2 separate regions of the Sus scrofa genome follow, and region 1 is linked to region 2. A link is a contact called in public HiChIP or PLAC-seq data. All regions are on one chromosome and are shown on one strand. The core of a region is the stretch at or near the end of the contact, and the rest is flanking DNA. Distances in the headings are between cores, read along the strand shown.

Region 1 (4,053 bases), core at 1,400-3,899, 520 kb before region 2:
CTGGCGGTCAGGGAAGCTGGGAAGCAGCTCCTCTTTTGGACGGTTGAGGTCCCTTCCTCACCCTCTGTTCCTGGGTCCCCCTCAGAAGTCTGGGGTGGCTGACGCAGCTCTTCAGACAAGTAGTGTCGGATGTTTTGGCGGGCCGAGTGGATGAGATGGGGATCAATGTCCAGGCCCACCATGCGGGATGGGCCCCACTTACAGGCAATGCTCAGAGTCAGATGGCCCACGTTGCAGCCCAGATCTAGGACGTCACGACCCCGAAACCACTCAGGCTTCATAACCCGAAGGCGCCCATCCTCACAGGAAGGATTGCGGTACCCATAGTACTTGCAATAATTCCCATACTGGAACTTGCACTGCTGCTTTTTGAAGCCTGCTGCAGGTAGTGGGTGGGGGTGTTGGCGGCCTCCCCCACTCCCTCTGCCCTTTTCCTTGGGACCCTGGCCTCCACCCCTAGCCCCTGCCTCTGACTTGCTGGAAGTCCTGCGACGTTTGCGATGTCGTGAGGAGGAAGACGGGGGTGCAGAGGTAACTGAGGCAGCTGAAGGGGCTGAAAGGGAGCCTGAGGGACCCTGTAGGGCAGATGGAAGGGGAGACACGACCTCATCCCTGCAGTTGATGGCTGTGTTGAGTTCATAGGGTTGGGGGACGTCCCGGTTCTGGCCCCTTTGCCGCTGCTGCTGTGTGGTGCCCTCCCCTTGGAGTGAGGGAGTGAGGGGGGCTGTGGGCAGCACGGAGTGGCTATCATTCCCTCCAGTTGCCTGCTGCTGCTGCTGCTGCTGGTGGTGCTGTCCCCGATGTCTATGCCGCTTCCGACCAGTCTTGAGTGGTGAAGCAAGGACTACTTGGGCCTCATCAGTGCAAGTATTGAGACTGAGAGGGTCAGTAATATCTTTGGGGATGAGTATCTCCACTGGATCTCGTCCCTTGGCCGGAAGTGGGGATGACTTAGGGGTCTCCGCATTGAGTGCACGGCTCACTTCCTCATCCAGGAGACTATTCAGGTTCAGCGGATCAAAGATATTGCCCCCCAGGAGGAAGTTGGAAGGTAAGACAGAGTCACAGTCCGAATTAACCCGCCTGCGCCTCTTGAAGGCCGGATGTTTGAAGCCTCCACCACCTCCCCCTACATTACAGCTATTTCTCCTCTTGCCCCCACCTCCCCCAGGGGGCCGGTGGGGCTGATAGCCATTACGTGGTCGAGGAGGAGCAAGGGGGCCCAGTTCTGTTCCGCCCCCTCCCCGGCGCTCCTCCCCCACGTCCGGGGGAGCGGCTAGCCCCTGGGGATCCGACAAGCAGGCCTCTCCGGTCGACTGGGCCTGGGGGCCGCCCCCTCGCTGCTGCTGCGACTGGCCGCCCCGAGGGGTGGAGGTAGCCCCGGGGCTCTCCTTGCCTGCCCCAGAAGCTGGGGACCCCGCCGAGTGTGCGCGCGGGCCCGGCCCACGCTGCGTCCCGCCGCGGAGCTCCCCGGAGGCGACCTCTCGGTGTGGTTGCACCGTGGGGCCGCCCCCTCCGCCCGACTCATCTTTGAGCGGCGGTGGCGGGGCCGGCACCAGAAACGGCTCCTTCTCCGCCGCCATCTCGATCATTTCCTCCCCTTATTCCGTCCCAGTCGAGGGCAACCAGGGGGACCAGGGGGCTTAACCCCCCCTTCCTAAGACCGCGCTCCCTTCCCCCCTTTCCTGAGTGCGCGCGCAGTTCCGCTTCTCGCCTAGTCTCGTCCCCAAGCGCCTCCCCCGAAGCGCGCCCCACTCGCCCGCGAGACCAAAACAAGATGCCCGCGAGACCCGAACTCGAGGAACCAACCGCGCGTGCGCCGACTCCTTTCTCCTCTACCACTACCGCTTCGCCGCGAGCGCGCACTGCTGGAGCGCGTTCCTCTGGCCCCGGAATCACGCATGCGCACTCAGCCACCACCCTGGTTGCGCGCGCATCAGAGTACGAACCAACTTAACGGCTCCGGGAGTTTAAATATAGCCCCCCTAAGCCCCCCCAACCAAAGCCCACCACCCCAAACTGACGCCCTACTTCCCTTCGCAGCTACGTCCGTCCCTAGTGATATCCTTTGTCTCTGCCGCGCGATCCCACCCACCGTAGGCGGGGGACGGGGAGCTGGTGTGAAAAGGTCTCCTTGACACCCGACCCTTGTTCCTGAGGAATGAGTCTCTGCCGTCTCCGCCCGGCTCTAAACCCAGCAACCTCCCTACCCCGCCTCCTTCCTCCCCCTAGCGGGCAGCGCCTGCGCACACCCTTTTGGGCTTGCGCGGGTAGATGCAGCACGTGCTGGAGATGACGCCCCTCCCTCCGTCCTAGAGGCGGGGACTGCTACGTCGCTTCCTCAGGTTTGGTACGCGCAACATGCGTCAGCACGATTCGGAGGGGCGTGGCTAAAGAACGGGGAGGCCCTCGTGAATTATTCATAAAGTGGTGGCCCTCTTGGCCCACCTATTTCTAAAGAGGGGCGAACCTAGAAGTAGGAGAAGGAAAGGAGCGGAGTGTACCCACTGTCTTCCTAACTACTGTTCTCAGTATAATACAATAGGTCATTTTAACTCACCCCCCTGGAAAATATTCTCTGATGAACTGGGGGAAAAAAAGTACTAAGGCGATGTTGTCCAACTTCCTCTTTCCCCGAAACGGCCAGGTCGTTCTCTCGCTCCTCCGCCTTCCCTCAATCGCGATCACCTGGGGACACCACGCCCTCCTCTCCGCCTCCACACCCACCACCCGACGCCTGCTCGCGAGCCCCTCCCCCCGTTAGGGAACGGCGACCCAGACGCCCACCACAGCCACCAATAACAGTATATCTACCACCACCGCCCCCTTTGCACGCAGGCTTTTCCGAGCACCCGCGGCGCGTTTGCGCCGCCTTATATAAAAACGAACGTGGGCAGGGAAGAGATTTCGGTCGGCTTTGGGGGCCCCGGCCTCAGCCAATGGGGAACAAGCTACTCGATGCCCTTTTCAGAGGGGGCCCGTTCTCCGGGCCCACAGCGATTGGGGTTTGGGTCCTGTGGCTGCGAAGAGGGCGAAAGAGGCGGGAGTGGTGTTAAGGGTAGTCTCAAAATATCAAAATAAGGGTTTGAAGGAGACTCAAAGGGAGAATGGGAATCAGGAAGGAAGTCTAGGGCAGAGAAAAAAGTTAGGAAAAGGAAGATGGGCTTCATGAACGATCAGGCACTGCTGCTGCCACCTAAAAAAAAAAAAAAGTGAGGCCAACCAGGATTATGGGACTTGTAGTTTTACAGGGCGTTTGTTTGGAAGATGGCGCTATAACTCAGCTGCGCAAGCGCCGAACTAGCTTCCAGCTGCGCATGCGCAGCAGTCCTGCGAGCACGCCGCTTGTAGGAGGGGTGGGGTGGAGCTTGTGTGTGGCCTCGCGCCTTACCTTGCTTGGTGGCGGGAAAACTGGCTCGAGTTTTGGAGGGGTTTGCAGAGTTGCTGCGGTAGCTCATTCTGCTCCTGGCCTTTAGGTCCTCCTCGCTCCAGAAGATTGCTGGTGCTTTTCCGGTTGCAGGTGAAGGTGCTAGGCGCGGCCAATCCTAGTACCTGTTGCCTGAGGAGAGGTTTTCTCTTTAGGGCGAGGACCAACTCTTAGCCTGAGGAGAAGTTTTCTCTTTAGGACGAGGACCAACTCTTAGCTCTCTCCTCAGAATCTCCAACAGCAAACTCGCACCCAACAAACAAACAAAAGTAACCCAGTAGTATCGGGGCGGGCGACGACGGGCCGGAGAGAATGAGGATCCTGGTGCCTCCGCGGGCTGGGGGAGGGGAGAGGGAGCTGAGGGGAAATTCACGAGGAGTTTCTTGATGGGGAAGAGACAGTCACTGTTTTACCTATTGAGGGGAGTGAAGAACTTTTGCCTGTGGTACCTTTGGTGTTAATTGCCGTCCTTAAGAGGGAATTGGTGAGGGAAGAGAGAAGGGAAATGTAGGTCGCCCAAAATTCTTCCTTCTGGTTTTAAAGGTGGAAGTAGGCCTTTTACTGTTCCAAGCCTTGGCTCTTTGAGAGGGCAGATGGTGAAGCGATGTGGGAGTTCATGGCTGTGT
Region 2 (4,035 bases), core at 667-3,166:
GGAATGATCTAAAGGTCCAATTTCATTCTTTTGCATGTGGATGTCCAGTTGCATCGGTACCACTTGTTGAAAGGCTAATTTTCCCTACATATAACGGTTTTGGCACCATTGCTGAAAACCAATTGCTTGTAGCTGTACGGCACTGTTGCTGTACTCTCAATTTGATTCCCATTGATGTATATGTCTATTCTGATGGCAGTACTACATTTTAATTACTGTAGCTCTGTAATAATGTTTGAAATTGGGAAGTGTGTGTTCTCCTACTTTGTTCTTCTTTCTCAAGATTGGCCACTTGGCATCCCCTGAAATGCCATATGAATTCCAAATGAATAAAGCTGTCAATTCAGGAGCCACAACATTTTCAGTAGAGAAGGATGTTCATTTCAGGAGTATGGCAGCATTGAAAACAAAGACATTAGAAGATATACTTCAATACACAGGCAGACATATAGACATATAGACACTTGCAGTAAAACACTCATGGGAAACGTCAATAACCGATAAGAGTACCTCTTCCTGCTTGGTCTATATGAAGACTCAGATTTCTTCTCAGTATAGTATTCCAATTTACAAAGAAAACACAGCTATCGGATGCATAATTTAAACATTTAAACATAGCCATTCTGTGGAACCTTCATCAAACCCCCAAAACAGTGACCCCCAAGCGCTCCTTTTTCAAATCCCCTAATCAGCATATTATGGGAAAGGCAGTATCTGATTTGGGGACACAAGAAGAATTAAAAATTTCTTTCATAAGAAACAGAACAGAGTGCGAAGAATTTAAGAAAAAAAAAAAAAACACCTCAGAAACACAAGATAAAAATCCATTGGAGAGAAACAGATAACACTGTGAAACAGGCAAGCATATTGTTTGTTGAAAGGCTCAATGGATGACACATGGGATGGCAAGTGGTTCAAGTTGGGTACCAAAAGACAATGCATCTACGCATCTGAATCTTAAGCACTTCCACTTAAAACACCTGATTTCCTTCCCACCACTCTTAGAGTGTTGCTCTGACAACGTGGTCCTAGTCTTCTCAGGTAGGAGGATCAGGAACTGCTCCAGCACCACCAGCAGCAGCAGCTACAGGCTCTGCTTCCTCCCAGAATCTTAGACGACAGCCACTCCTGGCAGATCACCCAGAGTCCTTTAGACCTCCTGGGCGCTGAACCGCTTAAATACTGGTGGGAAGTCTCAAACCTGAGGAAGACCGTCTAACCCTAGATTCTTCCCCCTAACTTAACTATTAGAACGTCTATCTACACTGGGCGAGTGTGCCCCATGGTGAGAATGGGCTGCCTCTATCTCCTACGCTATGGAAGAAAGAGAGGGAAATCAGGGTGGCAAGGCGATCAGAAAGCTCCCTACTACGTCGTGGGGGCTAAACACTCCTTTTTCTGTTCGCTCGCCTCCGAAACTTAGCTGGCCTGTTCGCCCGGCTCCTCGAATCCCTGGAGAGTTGGTGGGCTTCGTGGGGGCATCAGGAAATCCTGCCTTTTTAGGAATTCAACTAGACCTCGGGGGTTCGAGGACGAGAACAGATTCCTTTCCTGGAGAATGAGGCTGAACGATAAAAGGGAGACTTCAGGAAGAGCCAGCCTAAGGGGATGCCCCCGATCCTCCTAATCCTTCAGGCCATAAGCTGCACCTCGCCTAGGAAGTCAGAACCTAAATCGTCCGGAGCGGCCGGCCAACACTGACCTCACCTCGCAAACCTGAAGGACTAGCGAAGTTCACCAGCGCCTCCCCACGTTGCCCCACCAGCTGCTGCTGCAGCTGCGCGGTCGCCTCACAGCCGCGCGCTCGGCAAACCTGAGGTCCTCGCCTCCTCTCTAGGCTTCCCGAGGGGGGGCTTCCGCATCTCTACTGTCCGCCCGGTGGGGGCGCGCCCTCCCGACATGCCCCGCGCGCCGTCGGGGTGCGGAAACCTGCCGTGCGCGCGCTCGGCCCCCCTCAGACGCGCCGGGAAGGACCTCCTCCCCGTCCCCGGGCCCCGCCTGGATCCCGGTCCCAGGAAGAGATGGCACTTCGCCCTTCGGCGGGAGGCGGCGGCCGCAGGTCGGAAGGCCATCGGCTTCGGGGGCCCGCCTGCAGCCTGCCGGCCTTTCCTCCGACCCCGCCCCCGGATCGGGGTCAGAGGAGCAGCATGGAGGCCGAGGACCTCCAGGAGGAGCTGAGCTGCTCCATCTGCCTGGACTATTTCGAGGACCCGGTGTCCATCGAGTGCGGCCACAACTTCTGCCGCGACTGCCTGCGCCGCGGTTTGGCGCAGGGCTGCAACCAGTTTCCCTGCCCCGAGTGCCGGCGGCCGTCGACGCCCTCTGCGCTGCGGCCCAACTGGGCCCTGGCCCGGCTGGCGCAGAAGGCGCGGCGCCGGCGCGAGGGCCCCGCGTCCCGCGGGCTGTGCGACCGTCACGGGGAGCCGCTGCGGCTCTTCTGCGAGGACGATCAGCGACTCATGTGCATGGTGTGCAGGGAGTCCCAGGAGCACCAGGCCCACACCATGGCCCCCATGGACGAGGCCTTCCAGAGCTACCGGGTGAGCCGGCCGTTGCAGGGTTGCCGGAATTGCGTGGGCACTTGTACTGTTTACACTAGGTGGCCGCTTTTGCCGCTGGAAGCATGAAACGCCCCCGTGGCCCCCTCCCAGGCTCAAAAAAGTTAAGCTACTCACCGATCTCCGGGCTGGAGTTAAAACAGGGATTGGGAGGGGGGTGTAGTCCTCCTTGCAGAATTTTCAAGGGACTGGCCTCCTGGAGTTTAAGACAAACATTGTAGAAGGTTATATACCAGTGGTGTCCAATAGAAACAAAAAACACGAGCCACGCATGCTACTAAAGTGTTTTTCAGTAGTAAAAAGAGGCAGGTGATGTTAATTTCAATATTTTTTTCAACTACATCAGTAACATTTTATTAAGAGAATTTTTAAGATAAGCAGACGAAAAACCACGGGAAGAGCAATAAATAATATGTTTTATTTAACCCTCTTTTCCAAAATATTATCACTCGGTATTAACTGATAGGAAAAATTATCAGTGAGATCGTTTACTTTTTTTTTCATGATAGGTTTTTGAAATAAATCTGTGTTTGCTTCACGTTGACCGCACACATCAATTGGGACTAGCGGTATTTCAGATGCTCCCGTGGCTGAGGTTGCTCTATTGGACGATATGGTTTATACCTGCAAATATCATAGACCACGGAGGATTTGAGAAAAGCCTGGCTGAGGGGATGGGTCAGGATTTTGTGAACTAACTTCTTTCATCAGTTGGGAAAATGAGTGTTAGAATTTGGAGATGATCTGGTCTTCCCATCTTAGGGGTTAAGAAGCTTCGGTTAAATAAATCAGTGTGTCATACGCTACTCCAGCCACGTTGGCCTTCTTGCTTTTGTTTCAAGCCTGTTCTCTCTCTCTACCCGTACTTCCCATCCTTTAGATCCTTTTAGAGTTTAGCTTGAAGACCTTCCTTGCGCATCCTTTCCAGAGTAGCCCCACCCCCTTCCGTTACTGACGGTGTCACTCCAGTGGTCTCCATCTGAATTGGTATCTAGTAAGTACTTGCTGAATACACGAATTTCATGACAAGTTAAAGTGGATTGTAAACTGTCAAACGCTGTACAGTTTTTTATCAACTGACTGCAAACAGGAAACAGGTGCGGTTAGACTAGAAGGGGTACATTCGTTTCTTTAGTCAGTCATCTTTACTGATGCTTACTGTATGCGAGTTGGTACCAGCCCACAGAAGGTTTGAGGTTAGTGCGATCAGACAGGGGTGAGGCGAGGCTTCCCAGAGAAGTGAAACATGAGTTCATCCTTGAAGGATGTGAACAGCAAGGTAGGGGAGAGGATTGTCAGGCCAAGGGAACAGCATATTCAGTGTGGAAGAGCATGTGAAAAGTAAGGGAACCAGAGGATGTTTGGGAGTGGGGCCCACGGGAGAGAGGAGGGCAGGAGTTGAGGCTGCAGAAAGAGGCAAGGGCCGTGTCACGGAGGATCTTGTTCCACCACGCTAAAAAGACCGAGCTTTCTCTTT

The links. HiChIP or PLAC-seq counts read pairs in DNA pulled down with a chosen protein or histone mark.
Region 1: an H3K27ac HiChIP or PLAC-seq map of alveolar macrophages shows a contact between it and region 2. The contact joins the promoter of MEPCE here to the promoter of TRIM4 in region 2. A contact is called at or near these places in 1 of 47 Hi-C or Micro-C datasets (epiblast stem cells) and 1 of 2 datasets of contacts at active chromatin or transcription factors (alveolar macrophages).

What each region holds. Positions count from the first base shown.
Region 1 is chr3:8,355,198-8,359,250 of Sscrofa11.1, reverse strand. It overlaps MEPCE (7SK snRNA methylphosphate capping enzyme), which reads right to left and starts at 2,649. Exons shown (of 4, transcript XM_003124352.6): 1 at 1-2,649. The coding sequence starts at 1,592. ZCWPW1 (zinc finger CW-type PWWP domain protein 1) reads left to right here and starts at 3,056. Exons shown (of 18, transcript XM_005661906.3): 1 at 3,056-3,520.
Region 2 is chr3:7,835,468-7,839,502 of Sscrofa11.1, reverse strand. It overlaps TRIM4 (E3 ubiquitin-protein ligase TRIM4), which reads left to right and starts at 1,916. Exons shown (of 6, transcript XM_003124333.5): 1 at 1,916-2,540. The coding sequence starts at 2,022. It overlaps LOC110259868 (a long non-coding RNA gene), which reads right to left and starts at 1,849. Exons shown (of 2, transcript XR_002342269.1): 1 at 1,708-1,849; 2 at 1-335.